Regions from separate parts of the Mus musculus genome. Here all the other regions are linked to region 2. Evidence: chromatin contacts called from public HiCAR-type and promoter capture Hi-C data. All regions are on one chromosome and are shown on one strand. The core of a region is the stretch at or near the end of the contact, and the rest is flanking DNA. Distances in the headings are between cores, read along the strand shown. Region 1 holds the start of Adamts3 (a disintegrin-like and metallopeptidase (reprolysin type) with thrombospondin type 1 motif, 3). Region 2 holds the start of Slc4a4 (solute carrier family 4 (anion exchanger), member 4). Region 3 holds the start of Npffr2 (neuropeptide FF receptor 2).

The links. Promoter capture Hi-C pulls out the DNA fragments that hold promoters and counts their contacts. HiCAR-type assays count read pairs that join an accessible place to other places.
Region 1: a HiCAR-type map of astrocytes shows a contact between it and region 2, with 2.1 times the contacts expected there. The contact joins the promoter of Adamts3 here to the promoter of Slc4a4 in region 2. A contact is called at or near these places in 1 of 39 promoter capture datasets (hippocampal neurons) and 1 of 115 datasets of contacts at active chromatin or transcription factors (astrocytes).
Region 3: a promoter capture Hi-C map of embryonic stem cells shows a contact between it and region 2, with 3 times the contacts expected there. The contact joins the promoter of Npffr2 here to the promoter of Slc4a4 in region 2. A contact is called at or near these places in 7 of 39 promoter capture datasets (cranial neural crest, embryonic stem cells, liver and 1 more), 2 of 115 datasets of contacts at active chromatin or transcription factors (both in embryonic stem cells) and 1 of 9 other capture datasets (embryonic stem cells).

Annotation. Positions count from the first base shown.
Region 1 is chr5:89,880,328-89,884,583 of GRCm38.p6, reverse strand. Adamts3 (a disintegrin-like and metallopeptidase (reprolysin type) with thrombospondin type 1 motif, 3) reads left to right here and starts at 1,250. Exons shown (of 22, transcript NM_001081401.2): 1 at 1,250-1,762; 2 at 3,022-3,049. The coding sequence starts at 1,694.
Region 2 is chr5:88,885,883-88,890,758 of GRCm38.p6, reverse strand. It overlaps Slc4a4 (solute carrier family 4 (anion exchanger), member 4), which reads right to left and starts at 3,499. Exons shown (of 27, transcript NM_001359211.1): 1 at 3,435-3,499.
Region 3 is chr5:89,524,635-89,529,134 of GRCm38.p6, reverse strand. It overlaps Npffr2 (neuropeptide FF receptor 2), which reads right to left and starts at 1,706. Exons shown (of 4, transcript NM_133192.3): 1 at 1,599-1,706.

The DNA of each region.
Region 1 (4,256 bases), core at 1-2,500, 1.0 Mb before region 2:
GGTCCTTCAGTCCTGAGGGTCTAATCCTATTTCTAAGCAATAATTAACTAATTAACCTAATATACTCTGTTGCTAGATGAGGGCACTTCCTATACGTTCCTGTAAATGTCCTCCGTATAGAATTTCGACAAGACAGAGGCAACACAGCAATGAGCGTAGTGCAATGTATAAACCAGATGATGGCCTTTCCTTTAGCTCTCTAGGAATAAACAATTTATGAAGTCATATAACAAAATTCAAAACTAACCACACCTTGACAGGATTGCCCCAACAAGACCTGACTCCACTTCCCTATCTCTGGGTGAAGTTTCGAAAATCCCACCTCAATGTGAGCCTCATTAATCTCTGGTCTGATCTTGGGTGAGGGTGGTCCTCCAGGATAGGAGAACTCCCTCCTCACCTCCCCCCACCCCAACCCCCAGGCCACCCTGGTCTACCCCAGGGAGGTAGGTCTGGGATTCCAGCAACTCCCAGGTCGCTGTCTTTTAATCCCAGAAAACTGCAAACCGCAGAAGCCACTAGATAACTTAATCTGGGTGTAAGCAAGAGACCCCGAGGCCTGTGTACTCTAGTGATAAACGGAAACATCCGGTTGAGTCAAGAAAGGGAACGCGGTATCTTTGAAAACTAATATAAACGAATAAAGCATAAACAAGAGCTTTGCTGAGAGAGGCCCCCCGCTTTCCCGGGCCCATACAAGCCTGGGAGGGGACGAGTGTCTGAAGGGGAAAATCCCCCACGTCCTTGGGTCCTTGGGATTCTCTCAGGAGACTTTACTCTGCCTGGGTGGGGTGGGGTGGGGGGTGGGGATGAGATTGGCTGGAGGAGGTGATTTCATCCAGCCCAGGTCTGGTGAGCGGACCCTCCCCCTCCCTCCTCCAGTCGGGCTGGGAGGCGCGCCTGGGACCCTCCCCGCCCCTCGTCCCATCACGGAGACCAAGGGGATGCGGGGTCCAGGCGGCGCTTTCGCAGCCCCTGGGACGGTGCGAGTTCTGACCCTACGCCGGGGGGCGCGGGCCCCGGGTGACGTGGGCGCGCGGCGGGAGGGGCCGTCCGGAGGAGGGAGGGGGTGACACGGTCGCCTTTTTAGCGCCCGGCGGGTCGCGGGCAGAGAGCAGACGCCCGGGGCCCGCAAGCAACCGGAGCGGGCGAGCGGCCCACTCCTCCCTCCTCCTAGGCGGCCGCCTCCTCCCCTCGTCCTCCCGCCCCCACTGCGTGTGCGGCGGAGGATCCAGGGCTCGCGCTGCCTCTTTCTCCCGCTCGCTGGGCTCCGGCTCCCACTTCTCCCCGCCGCTGCGCTCCCGGGACCCGAGCCGTCTCCGTGCTTAGCCTAGGCGGCCCACGGTGCTCCGAGAGCCTCGCAAAAGCAGCTCCGGGGTAGAGAGTGGGACGCCCCGGTCCCTTCCCCCGCTCGGGTCAGCCTCTGCCCGGCTCGCAGCACCTCTGGCTCCCTCACTGTCGGCTTGGGAGGACAGGGTGAGAAGGTGAAGTGGAAAGGACCGACAGGGCACGGGGCCAGGCGCACAGCTCACGTTGCCTTTTCATTGAGCAAAGCCCAAGATAATTTTTTAAAAGCTCTGCACGCCCCCCACTCCTTCCATTTTCTTTGCGCTTTTAAAGGAAACTTATTTTGGGGTGCTTTGCGCTGGGGTAGCTGCTTTGCCCAGTAGTTGCGAAGTACACTCGACTCGTGATGGTGTTCCTGTCACTTTGGTTGATAGCAGCCTCTCTGGTAGAGGTTAGGACATCAGCTGATGGACAAGTAAGTGGAAAATAATAATAAAAAAAACTCAAACCCAACCTTTTCCCGACAGAGTTCCTCCCCTCCGTCCCTTTCACTCTCCCTTCCTCCCCTCCTGCCACCCTTCTGGGGCATCTTCTGCGTTCCGAGGCGGCGCGTGGAGGGCTGGGCGCTGCGCGGGGCTGGGGCCTGGGGGGCTCACTGCACCGGAGGTTGGACAGCCATCCCCCGGGAGCCTAGGTTCATCACACTTGGGGATCCCCTAGCCCGCGGCGACCAGGAGCGAACCAGGTGTGAGACTGCAGTCAGATCTCATCCTAGCGGGGCTATCAGGCTGTCCCCCCCTTTCGCGAGGGCGTTTCGGGCGCTCTGGCGAAGTTAGGGTTGTGGATCCCGGAGCCCACAGGCTCTCCCTCTTCCTGACTCCCTGCTCCTGCGGGCGGCCAGGGATAAGAGGTTTCAAGAAGTCGCCAGGCAGGACCCGGAGCTACCCAGCAGACACGTGTCCTGGGAGGACTGGGGCTGGGCTGCAGTTTGACAGTTGGGGAGGGCCTGGGACGTTTCCTGCCCTCGCCTTTTCCGCGGGCAGCCAGAGCTGGAGGCGTCTGCCGCCTCTTCCCCTCCCCCTCTGCAGAACTCCTCCTCTTTTTAAAGCTAAATTGAGTGCAGCTCTGGTGCCTTTCGGCCCTGCCCCCACCCTGTGGAGACTCAAGGTGAAGCTGACGTTCTCAGAAGGGCCCTTGAAGGAGGCTCAGGCTGGGGAGCCTTTTGTAATAAATCACACCCACACTGGAGCGGTGGGCTCTCAGTGCATGCTTTTTCTGTGAGTTTTTGTAGCCTCTCTGGTTTGCTTGGTCTGACCACGGGACTTTAAGACTGGGGCATTTCTCTAGTTGATTCTTAGGATTCAGGCCACTTCTCACCTGGTGAAATGTAGACTACGCCCCCAGCCCCCCCCCCCCCTTCCTGATTCGTGTGACTTAGTATTGGAGTTTTCCAAAGAGGCCATTGAGGGTCACTATTTTACTCTCTTCACAGATACTAAAATTAAAGCTGGCCAACAAGTCCCTCTCTCACATAGTCATAGAATTGGCTCATGTTCCTGTCACAAGAGCCTTCTAGGAACAACCGGGGGTCAGGCTTCAGGCAGCAATTCCAGTCTCTGGGTCTCCTGATTAGCCAGTCCCCCCAAAGCACTGATGGTAGAAATAACCAAGCAGCGAGATAAGATGAAACCCAGTAACCGTTTCTTTTTCTTGCTCCCCACCCCTCCTTTCCAGGCTGGTACTGACGAAATGGTGCAAATAGGTAAGCCTCCTTCTCAAATGTCACTCTTATCCTAGCTGTGAGCTGAGAACAAAGTTAAGGCCAAGCAAAAGAACTGTTTCTGAAAGTTTTCTAATGAGTGGTTAAAATAATGGATAGTCTTGGAATCATTTCTACTCTTCTGCTTTCCGTGGGTGGGTCGTATGTTCCTCGGGCTAAGTTATAGTGGCATCAATAGCCTTCCACTTCTGGAGCATCAATTTATTACTGACTGGGTGCAAGCTGCTGCTATGCCCTGGGAGAGTTACAGTGGGGTCGGAACACCAGAGATGTATAAAGTTAGACCCTCAACTTGTGTAACATAAGGAGAAACAAATTTAGTTATAACTGAAGACGGTTGTCAGGATGCTAGGATAAAGGGAAAAAGATGAAGAGAAAATTCACATTTGTTTTTGTTGTTCGTTTGTTTTTCCTTAAGTTTCCTTTGTCTATGCTCTTGGGGGAACTTTTTTTTTTTCTTAATTCCATGTGCTTGAAAATAATTATTTTTGAATATGTAAAGATGCTATTAAGGCCTTTCGCACCTGGTGCTGTGTGTGGGGGGCTATTAATTACTCCCATTTTACTGGTAAGGAAAGTTCAGAGTAAGTGATTTGTAACAGGGTTACTCCAAAGACAGCAATCACTTCTTGAAGTTTTTCCTAATATATTGTGTGTGTTTTGAATGCCACATTGGAAAGCCAGGGTATAATCAATATTCTTATATACATATATTAAACATCATTTTATGTGCATGGCACATTCTGCCTGCCTATGTCTGTTTATGTGTGTGACCCCAGGAGGTGTCAGATCCCCTGGAACTGGAGTTACAGATGGTTGTTATCCACCACTGTACCATTCATTCACTGGGTACTGGGAGATGAACTTGGGTACCCTGAAAGAGCACCCCATGCTCTTAATCACTGTTTTAGATACTTCTCATTTGCTGTGAAGAGACATGATGATCAAGGCAACTTATAGAAGAACGAGTTTTATTTGGGGCTTATAGTTTCAGAGGGTTAGAGTCCAATATCATCAAAATCAGAAGATGGTGGCAGGCAGGCAGGCAGGCAGGCAGGCAGGCAGGCAGGCCGGCAGGCAGGCAGGCAGGCCGGCAGGCAGGCAGGCAGGCAGGCCGGCAGGCAGGGAGGCAGGCAGGCAGATAGATGCTGGAGCACTAGCCGAGAGCTCACATCCTGAAACACAACCA
Region 2 (4,876 bases), core at 2,250-4,749:
CACCATTGTCCTTCAATGAAGATGTAGCAGTGGTCTGCAGATAGACTGTGAATGCTAGCCTCCACCAATAACTACCCAGGGAGTTTTTTTAAAAGTTCACTGTCTTGGTTTTTTGAGTCTCCCAGCTAAGTATAAAAACCTCTTCCATCTGCTTGATTTTCAGGGAAGAAGACTGCGTTTTGGCTCCCACAAACAACACATGAATAACAGTTTCACCATAACTGTTGTTACTATTTCCACTGCCATCCGTTTTCGATACAGCTCCTAATTCAGGGGCAACAAAGACATTATTACTAAGGAGTCTACCCCTGTGCACTTCCTGTAGAAGACTAGAGGAAGCATTTTTCCCTCTCCCATCTCACAGCAGGTAAATAAAGGCATGGCCATTCACACTCTCATCTTCCTTTGGGGCCTTGCCAACTGTCTTGGCACTCTCTGCTGAGGCCAGAGAAATGCAGTACAAGGCATAGCCTCGGAGCCATTGTGATAGTAGTCAATGTGGCTGAAGATAAAATAAAATGAGCCACCTCTGAATTTGTGTGGTTTTGTGTGTAACTATGCAGATTAGACAGCGCTGTGTGAAAAAGTATCCACATCTATGGCTGGAAAAATAGCTAAACTCGTGCAGTGGTGGGTACATGAAATGACTTCAAGTTAGGACCCAAACATCTATGACCAAAATGTACTAAGTGTCTGAACGTGAGGAGTTAAGCAAAAAATATTTGTATCCAACGTACCCCTGACCTTATATCAAAGAAACAGAATTTATCCCCTAAAATACCTATATGCAAGAGTCATAGTATCTAGTTTGGTAAAGTCCTATTTGGTTCCTGGGTCTTCTCTAACTGTTCATTTTTGCTAAAGGGTTCCATTAAAAACAAATTTCATGGGTCTTCAAGTTGTCCTAAAAAAAGCAACATCAAATAAGATAAGTGGTCTGTTTACAGCTTCCTCGGACCAATCAGTCATGTACCCTGATCTCTTCCATTTTGGAATGGAAAAAAACAACAAACAAACAAACTTGGAAACCTTAATCATCTTCCACTTGTTCATTCCAACCGAGACCTGACTATGCATCAAATCCAGACTTAAGCCTTTATTCCTAGCGTTTAAAAGGAACATCAGGGAACAAGCTGACAGAGTATCCTGGCCACACTTCTGCAGCAGTGCATTCTCCCAGGACTGGCTCCCCTAACAATAGCAGTCCTCATGGACTGCAGCGCCCTCAAAGGCAGGCAGGGAAACCTGATTACCTACAGTGATTCACCAGTGTGTTTCCTTCCTTAAGTGCTGTTTTCCTTTAAGTTGTGAGCTAGAGACTATCGTGCATGTTATCAGAACAAGAGATCAGAATCTTCAAATTGCACTTGCCAGAGCTCAGTGAAAAATGAGATTACCACCAGGGTGTGCTGGGAGATGTCCCAAAGGTTGCCTGGCTTCCAACACATTTTTTATTTTTTTTTCCTTCCACTACAGTTGCCTGTCTTCCTTTTATACAGTATCTCTATAAATCCAAATGTCTTCGTTTAAAATGATGGCACTTGTTGTCATACACTGCGAGTTCTCTTATGTTGACAAAGTGAACCAAACGGAACACATCAGCAAATTGAGCATACTTCTGGCCACCTGAAAAGTGCACCTGCCTTGCATGTCTTCAAAAATAGTCCTCAACCAGATAATGATACTGACATTTTCATGCTGTAAGACAGAAAGGGATGAGGCTTTCTGCTTTCTCAAATATACCTGGCACTACCAAAATATCCCATTTTCTGTCTCTCACCCCATCCATATATGTGCCCTATACCTCAAGAATTCATAGCAGAAGTTTCCTATCCTACCTAGGTATGGGAGTTTTGTACCATCTCACCTATACCTGGAGATATGGTAAAAACTATTAAATTTCACCATTTAATGTGAGAGATCAGAATCCTGTTTAGATTTAACTTTAAAATGAAAGTAAAAGTTTTTCTCTGCTATGAAAGCTTTACAAAGCAGGCACGCTTCCTTTGAATGAAGTACAAATAGCCCCAGTCTAAGGTACAATAATGACTGGAAAGTATTTCGCTAATGTGACAAACACAAGGACCAGGGTTCTTAGAAACATTTATTTTTAAGTCTTTGAGCCGCTGAGCACAGGACTGGCTGCCAGAGAGAATCTCTTCAAATCACAGTGAGTATAGGCACTAGTGAGCAATACACACTTCCATTCAGATAATATCGCAACCCTAAGTCCCTGATTAAGAAAGGGAAGTTCGATGCAGCGCCTTAAGAAAGAGCCTTTCCAGGATTCGAGACTGTGTTATTGCAGCCCAGCGTCGGGGAGTTCTCACCCAGAGCAAGTCTGTCTAGCACTGAAGTGAAAAGGGAGAGAGAAGTTAAGTGGCAAGGGGAAGAGAAAGGTGCTTTGAGCACTTGAACTTCAGACTGGAAGAACTTGCTGCAGGCAATCTTGCTGAGAAGGTGGGGCCTCTAGGAGTGGAGAAAGGCAAAGCTACACCTTTACAGGGAACCGAGAAGGGCTCTACTTGCTAGAGCCAAGGCAGACATGCTTTCTTGGCGTTTCCCAAGTTGAGGGGTTTTCTTTTCCCCTTTTGTTCTCGGAGAACTTTCCTCTTTGTGGAGCCCGCTGCAGTTAGTTGCTGTCGCTCGGTGGCTGTTCTTAACAGACTGGCAAAGGCTGAGGGCAATGCACTTAAGAAAGGAATCACCTGTCCTTGCCAAGATGCACATGCTGCCCAGTACCTGAGAGAGAGCTCCACGGTCGCCAGCCCACAGAAATCCCAGTTTAACCTCTGACTCCCCCCACCCCCTTGCAAATAAATGTGTGCCGCTTGCAGAGAATCTGCCTGACTCACCCCCGCCTCCGGCGTGCCAGGGAGAGATGCAAGTGCCCGGTCCTGGAGCGGACAGTGAAGTAGGGACCACGGCCTCGATGGCACTATTGCCCCAACCTCCAGAGCTTAAGGATCTGGAGGTGTGTCCCCCCTCAAGCAGGTTCCCAGCCACACCGCGACCACCCGGGCTCAAGGAAACACAGTGTCACTGCTCTTGAGCCCAGCCCGGGCGTCTACTGGCCCCACAGTCGTGGCAACAACGCCCGGTTACGTGCAGGCGGCTATGCAGTAGGGGGAAAACAGAACCACCCAAAGTCGTCATCTGAACGCTTAGACAGAATAAAAAGTACTTTTTCCGCAGCAACAGCAGCGGTGTCCACACTTCTCCGGCGCCCAGCCCAGGGGATGCCTGGCCCGCCACTGACCTCTCTCTCTCTCTCTCTCTCTCTCTCTCTCTCTCTCTCTCTCTCTCTCTCTGCGTCCCTCCCTGGACGCACCGAGGCCGCCCGCGCGCCCTGCGGGACTGCCACCCAGTGCCCACCCCGCGGGCGAGGCATGGGGACGTGGCCGACCCTCCCTGCCACCGCTTGGGCCACTCACCTCCTGGGGTCGGGCTTCCGTCGCTCCTCCAGCTTGGCGACCGAGTGTGAGGCTGCAGCGGCCGCCGCCGCCGCTGCCGCCGCCGCCGCTTTCGCCGCCACCTCGGCCGCCGCCGCCACCTAAGCTCTGCCCCGCGCGCCGCCGGGGCTGGGAGGCGGGGGAGCGCGGGGACCCGGGCGGCGTGGGCTGGGAAGTTGGCGCGGCCGGTCGCAGAGCGCGCGGGGCAGCGGTCGCAACTTTGGCGCCGGGTGGGTGGCTGCGCACTGTGCGTCGGGGAGGCGGCCGAGGGGCGAGGGTGGCCGCGGGAGGGTCGGCCCCGCGGGGAGGGATCGGCGACGCGGAGCAGAGGTGCTGGCCTCGGGGAGGGGACGGCGGCGGCGGGGCGGCTCCGCTCTACTCTGCCTCCCGCAGTTCCCGCGTGTGCGCCCGGCTCTCTGTGTGGCTGCCGGGAACCGACGCTGCAGCCGAGGCCGGGCTCGGGGATGGGCTAGGCGGCCGAAGCTGTGCGGCGAGCGCGAGCCCGCGATCCATATTTAAAGCGGCGAGTGGCCACGGCCGGCCCCCTGCCCTGCCCTCGCTCGCGCCCGCCCGGCCCCCTCGGCTCCCGGCCGCCGCTCCGCGTCAGCCGCCCGAGCTTCGGAGGAGGGGAGGGGCCTCTGGCTGCGCCGCCCTCGCCGGGGGCTCAGCACGCTGCGCCCTCCCGGGGCTGGAGGGGGCATCTGGCCCCCGACCCCGCAGTCTCGCCTTGCCAGGCTTCTCGCAACCAGAGATAGGTTCAACTTTTCACCCAGATGGCCTCAGTCCCCCCACATGGGAAGAACCTGAAGTTGCCTGCCCAGATCATTCCGGATGCTACTCTACAAAACTTGGCGTGTGTTGGTAAAGAAAGTGTTGTCAGCGCCCATATCAAGTCACCAGTCATCTTTTTTGACAAAGAATGTCTGGGGGACACAGGAGTGTCATTGGTGGCTTATGTCTGAATTAAGGAAACACCCTCAGCCATCTAAGCCAGGTTCTTACATTTGCAAAATGATCTTTCATATTTACTATGCTGATGAAACTAATTAAATACCCCCTTGCCAAGCAAATCACAATTATGTCAATAGCCCAGTACGACTGCCGTCAGTCCTTTAAGGTGTGAGCAGTTGCCAGCACAGACACTATCTAATGTTCTGAAAACTCCTGTAGAGTGGCCATTTAATGGGCTTATGCCGCATATCATATGGTGCAAGCATGTCTGTGTTTCCTGTTCATGCATTTTGTATGTGAAAGTCACCGTTGAGCCACCCAAATACATAAGCACGGGAGAAGTCACTTCACATACTAACTCTTGCTTCCAACACTTCTAACATAGGTAATAAGATGCTTGAGAAGGGGGACTTTGGGTGTAGAGGTAAAATAGGTTAATAGTAGAATCACTATTTTTCTTCCTTTCCTTTCCT
Region 3 (4,500 bases), core at 457-2,956, 640 kb before region 2:
TCTCTAGGCTTGGAAGTGTGTGCTTCAGGCTCTACAAGCCACAGGAAGGATGTGAAACTCTATCTGCTGCGACCCCTGTAACCCATGGCAAGGGTTGAGGGGTTTCTTGAGTCCTTAATATTCAATTTCAGGGCAGCTAGAAAAAAAGTCTCTCAAGAGCCATTTTTAATCCCACAATGCTAGAGTTTAAAAAGCAAACACAAACAGAAAAGAAAATAAATCAGCTGTTATCATCAAATTAATATTAAGCATGGAATTGTCCAGGGTATAATCTGCTAAGACTGCTAATACTATTCAATGTTTTCAAACATGCATGACAGTGTTCACCCAAAATCCATTCCACCTCTCAATTAAAGAAGCATGCTACAAAATAAACAATTGCTGGTTTCTGAGGCTTATAGAAACTAAGTTCTTAGTCGGTGTCTGAAATGCAGCTGGAAATCCTTATTGCGACGCAGAGGCATTTGCAAGCTTGCCTCCCCAACCCCACTCCAGAATCCAAGTTCAATAACAACTGCAGCACACTGCAGTAAGTTCTCCAGGCACAAACTGCTTGCTGGCTTAGGGTGAATTTGTGTCTGGTGAATTTGAATCTGTATACTCTACACATTTCAGGTTAATAACACCCAAGTTTTAATAGTAACACGTGCCTTTCAAGATAACGAAGTGTGCAGTGATGGCGATATTTTATTAAATCAGGCATCTGCAACAGTTCTTTTCTTTTCTTTTCTTTTCTTTTTTTTTTTTTTTTTTTTTTTTGGTTTTTTTTTTCGAGACAGGGTTTCTCTGTATAGCCCTGGCTGTCCTGGAACTCACTTTGTAGACCAGGCTGGCCTCGAACTCAGAAATCTACCTGCCTCTGCCTCCTGACTGCTGGGATTAAAGGCGTGCACCATCACGCCTGGCTTGCAACAGTTCTTAAGAGGAAAACTTAAAGTTTGCACGCTGTGGCCACTCAATTGTGCTATTGATAAATCTTATCTTTGAGCATTCTATGGAAATGTTGCAGATTCAGCTGTAACTTATGATGTTATTACTTTTTCCCAACTTATTTTCAATTGGTTCAAGCAAGAAACAAAAATATATCCTTCACAGCTCTTCACACATTGATTTGTTCATCCTTTCTCCTTATCAATTGCAAATGGCTTAGATATGTGCTATAAAGAAAATTCAGATACTCCGCTCAAAGAAATTTGAATATCTTGATTTAAAAGAAACCCTTTCATTGTTCACGTTATATTTAATATTGTTTAAAATGAATGTTTGAAATATCGCCATCCTGGCTGGAGAGAAATGAGAAGTAAATGTATTTTTGTGCCTTGGTTCTAATTACAGGAGAGTGTTTTCCTCTACTTCATTACCAGACCCCTCAAGGTCCCAGGACTGCACTGCACTGCTTGCTGATTTGACACAAAAGAAATCCCATCAATGTCTTCACTTAGCCCCGTGTGTTGTCCTGCGCACATTATAGTTTTCCTGGCGAACCCAGCCACACAAACCAAGCCTGGTCCAGAAAGACCACTGCTAAGCATCATCTTGGTGAAGCAAAGGAACTGCGAAGGACATTTTTGTTAGCATCTCCAAGGAGATCCACTTACCTTCCTAAGGAGATTCAACAAGTTTGCCAGTGTTCACCTGGAGAGAGGTTGGGGAACTTCGAGGATGAGAAAGAACCGCCATTCGCCATCCTAGCCAGGTCCCATCTCTCTGAAGAACTCAGACGCCCAGGGGGAGGGGCGGAGCAGCGCAGGGAAACCCCCAGGATAAACTTTGGCCTGGGACCAGACCAAAGCTCCTGGGATAGTATCCAGAGAGCTCAAGGAGCCTAAAAGGCTCTAGGGAAAGGCCAAGAGTAAAACGGAGAATTCATGTCACGGAGACTAGTGGTGACCCTGAGAAGGGAAATCCCACCCATGCCAAGAGCCCAGGCAGTCTCCCCCGTGCCCTCACCTGTTCCTGGGCAAGGACAGATTCCCAACCCTGTTGAAAGCAGAAGCCAAGCGGAGCCTGAGCAACAGGTTCTGTCTGGTTCGCGGGCTCTGCTCTACCAGGTGACCTAGGTGCGACTGGCTAGCCACTTCCCTCTGCAGCGGGGCTGACGCCGGCGGGCTCTGCACTCTCCGCTCTTGCTGCACTCTCAGAACTGCACTGGTCGGTCAGCTGCTGGTTAGTCACAGCGCAGCTACTCTCAGCCTGCTTAGGGGCGGCTGGGTAGCTTGTGAATTCAGAATCTCTGCGCTGCAAAAGAAGGGAAGCTGCTCTGATTACTGCCTCCTGGGAAGGCTTGCCTTGTTTAATCCTCTAGGTGTCTGTTTCTTTTTGCTGCAAAAAGACAACTGGTGATAATCTTAGTAGGTTCTTTAAGAACTAAACGGATAGCCACCCTTAAGTATGCCAGAATGGTCGTGGTACATATTAATCATTCGTTGATTTTTGTTAAGTTCTCATAACAGCGAGAATTCCATTTTAGATTACAAATGAATCCTCACCTCCACTGCTCTCTTTGTCCTCGTAGCTTGAAAGACCTCACTGAGGTTCTGGAAGTGTGGATTCTCATAGCCACCAATAGGGACAAGGAGAGCCCTGCGGTGACGCTAACACAATTTCTTCGAAGTTGCAAATGACTAAGAGAAGTCACGCTTAAAATAGGATGTATTAATTCAGAGATTCACAGGGTGAATGAAAAAGTTAAAGACTCTTTCAAGGAGTGGCAAGGGTACGATCAAGGGGATCAAGGGGATCAAGGATGCGAGTCTGGTCCGGGTAAGACACTAACAGCTATGAGAAGCCATAGGGAATTCTCCATCCACAAAGCACCACGGCTTTTGTGCAAGATCATGGGGGTGGCGTTTCAATCACACTAGAGGCTGCCAGTAAAGGAATACTTGGTTGGGGAGTAATAGTCTTCTCTCTCTCTCTCTCTCTCTCTCTCTCTCTCTCTCTCTCTCTCTCTCTCTCTCCAGTCCTCCCTTCCTCCCTCCCTCTTTGCCCCCCCATCGCTCTCTCTTTGCATGCCCTGTGTGTATTTCTGTGTATGTGTGTGTGTGTGTATTTCTGTGTGTGTGTTTCTCTTTCTCTCTCTCTCTCTCTCTCTCTCTCTCTCTCTCTCTCTCTCTCTCTCTCTCTGTGTGTGTGTGTGTGTGTGTGTGTGTGTGTGTTTACATCCCAATTGTGAGTAAATTGAGAGTCCAGGTAGAAATAAGTAAGACTTTACAAGTTCAAGATCAGGGTCTGAGAGAATTTAAAAGCTTTTGGAGGAACTGGCAGCTATACCAGGACTAAAAGGCAGATAGATAGCTGAGAGGAGGCAGGTCTCTGGAGAGTTAACATCGAAAAGGAATGAAACTGGGAGAGATGATTTGTCAGTCTGAGCATGCTGAGATATAAAAGCTGATAAACTGGAAGAAAAGGTGGGCCATTCCACACAAATCCCTGTACTGCCAAAAACTGAAGCTCCCCCAAAGTGAACCGCACCAACAACCAGGTTTTGATAAGACTGTGAGCAATGTTTAGCTTCCAGGAATTTCATTTCAAACTGTAAAAACTGTCCACCATACATAATAATCAGATCAGCAGTGAGTCAGCTTGTGTATTTTATACAGCAACGCAGTACAAGATGTGCCCCAGGAACCCCCACTGGAAACCATAGAGCATGTCGGAGAAGCAGGCGGGTCTGTGATGGAAACATCCCTGGCTGTGCCATCCTATGCACCCCACTGGCCACTTTAGCCACTTTGCCTCCCCATCTCCAGGGCTTCCAGCTTTGCTTCTAGCCTCTCCCCTTGTCCCTCAGTAAGCGCAGTCTATTCTGTGGTTCATGGTTCCTTACCTCACTCCCTTGTCGAATATTCACCTGCTCCAGCCAACAGTTTGACCCTCTAAGGAACGATCCTGTGGGGATGATCGCTTAGCTCGATTGTTGATAAATGCAATGGGCATTTTTCACGTCAGGCTTTCTTAGCCAGTTTGATTTTCACTCTGAATCTCTGAAAACTCCATTTCTATCCTTTGGCTTTTTTTTTTTTCCTGTTTCCTTCATGACCTTTTTGTAATCCAAAAGCTCCTTTACAGCCCGGTGGGGTGCCAGGCTTGCTTCTCTCTCTCCTAATTCTATACTAACTTTCTGACCATTCTCATCGTATCAGTAGCCTCCAGTAAGCATATGAAAGCATGCCCAGATCTCACCACCGTACCTCTCTGTAAAGGACATCTACTCTGCACAAGGGTCTCTTTCTTGACATGGCCAATGTCTAGCTCAACATCACCCCAAATTCAGCACATGTAAACACCAGCTCGCAGCCCTCACAAAGCTCATTCAGCAGCTCTTTCATGATCTTACTATCTGCTCTGCTCAGTGCTAGGTTAATTATGGTGAGACCTAAGACACCAAATGAGAGCATAATGTAGGCTCTACAACCGGCACTAACAATGGAAGAGAAAGAAGCAGGACAAGGAGGAACTCAGTCTTTGACAGCTTCTCTGGTTCTGCCTGGACCTTCC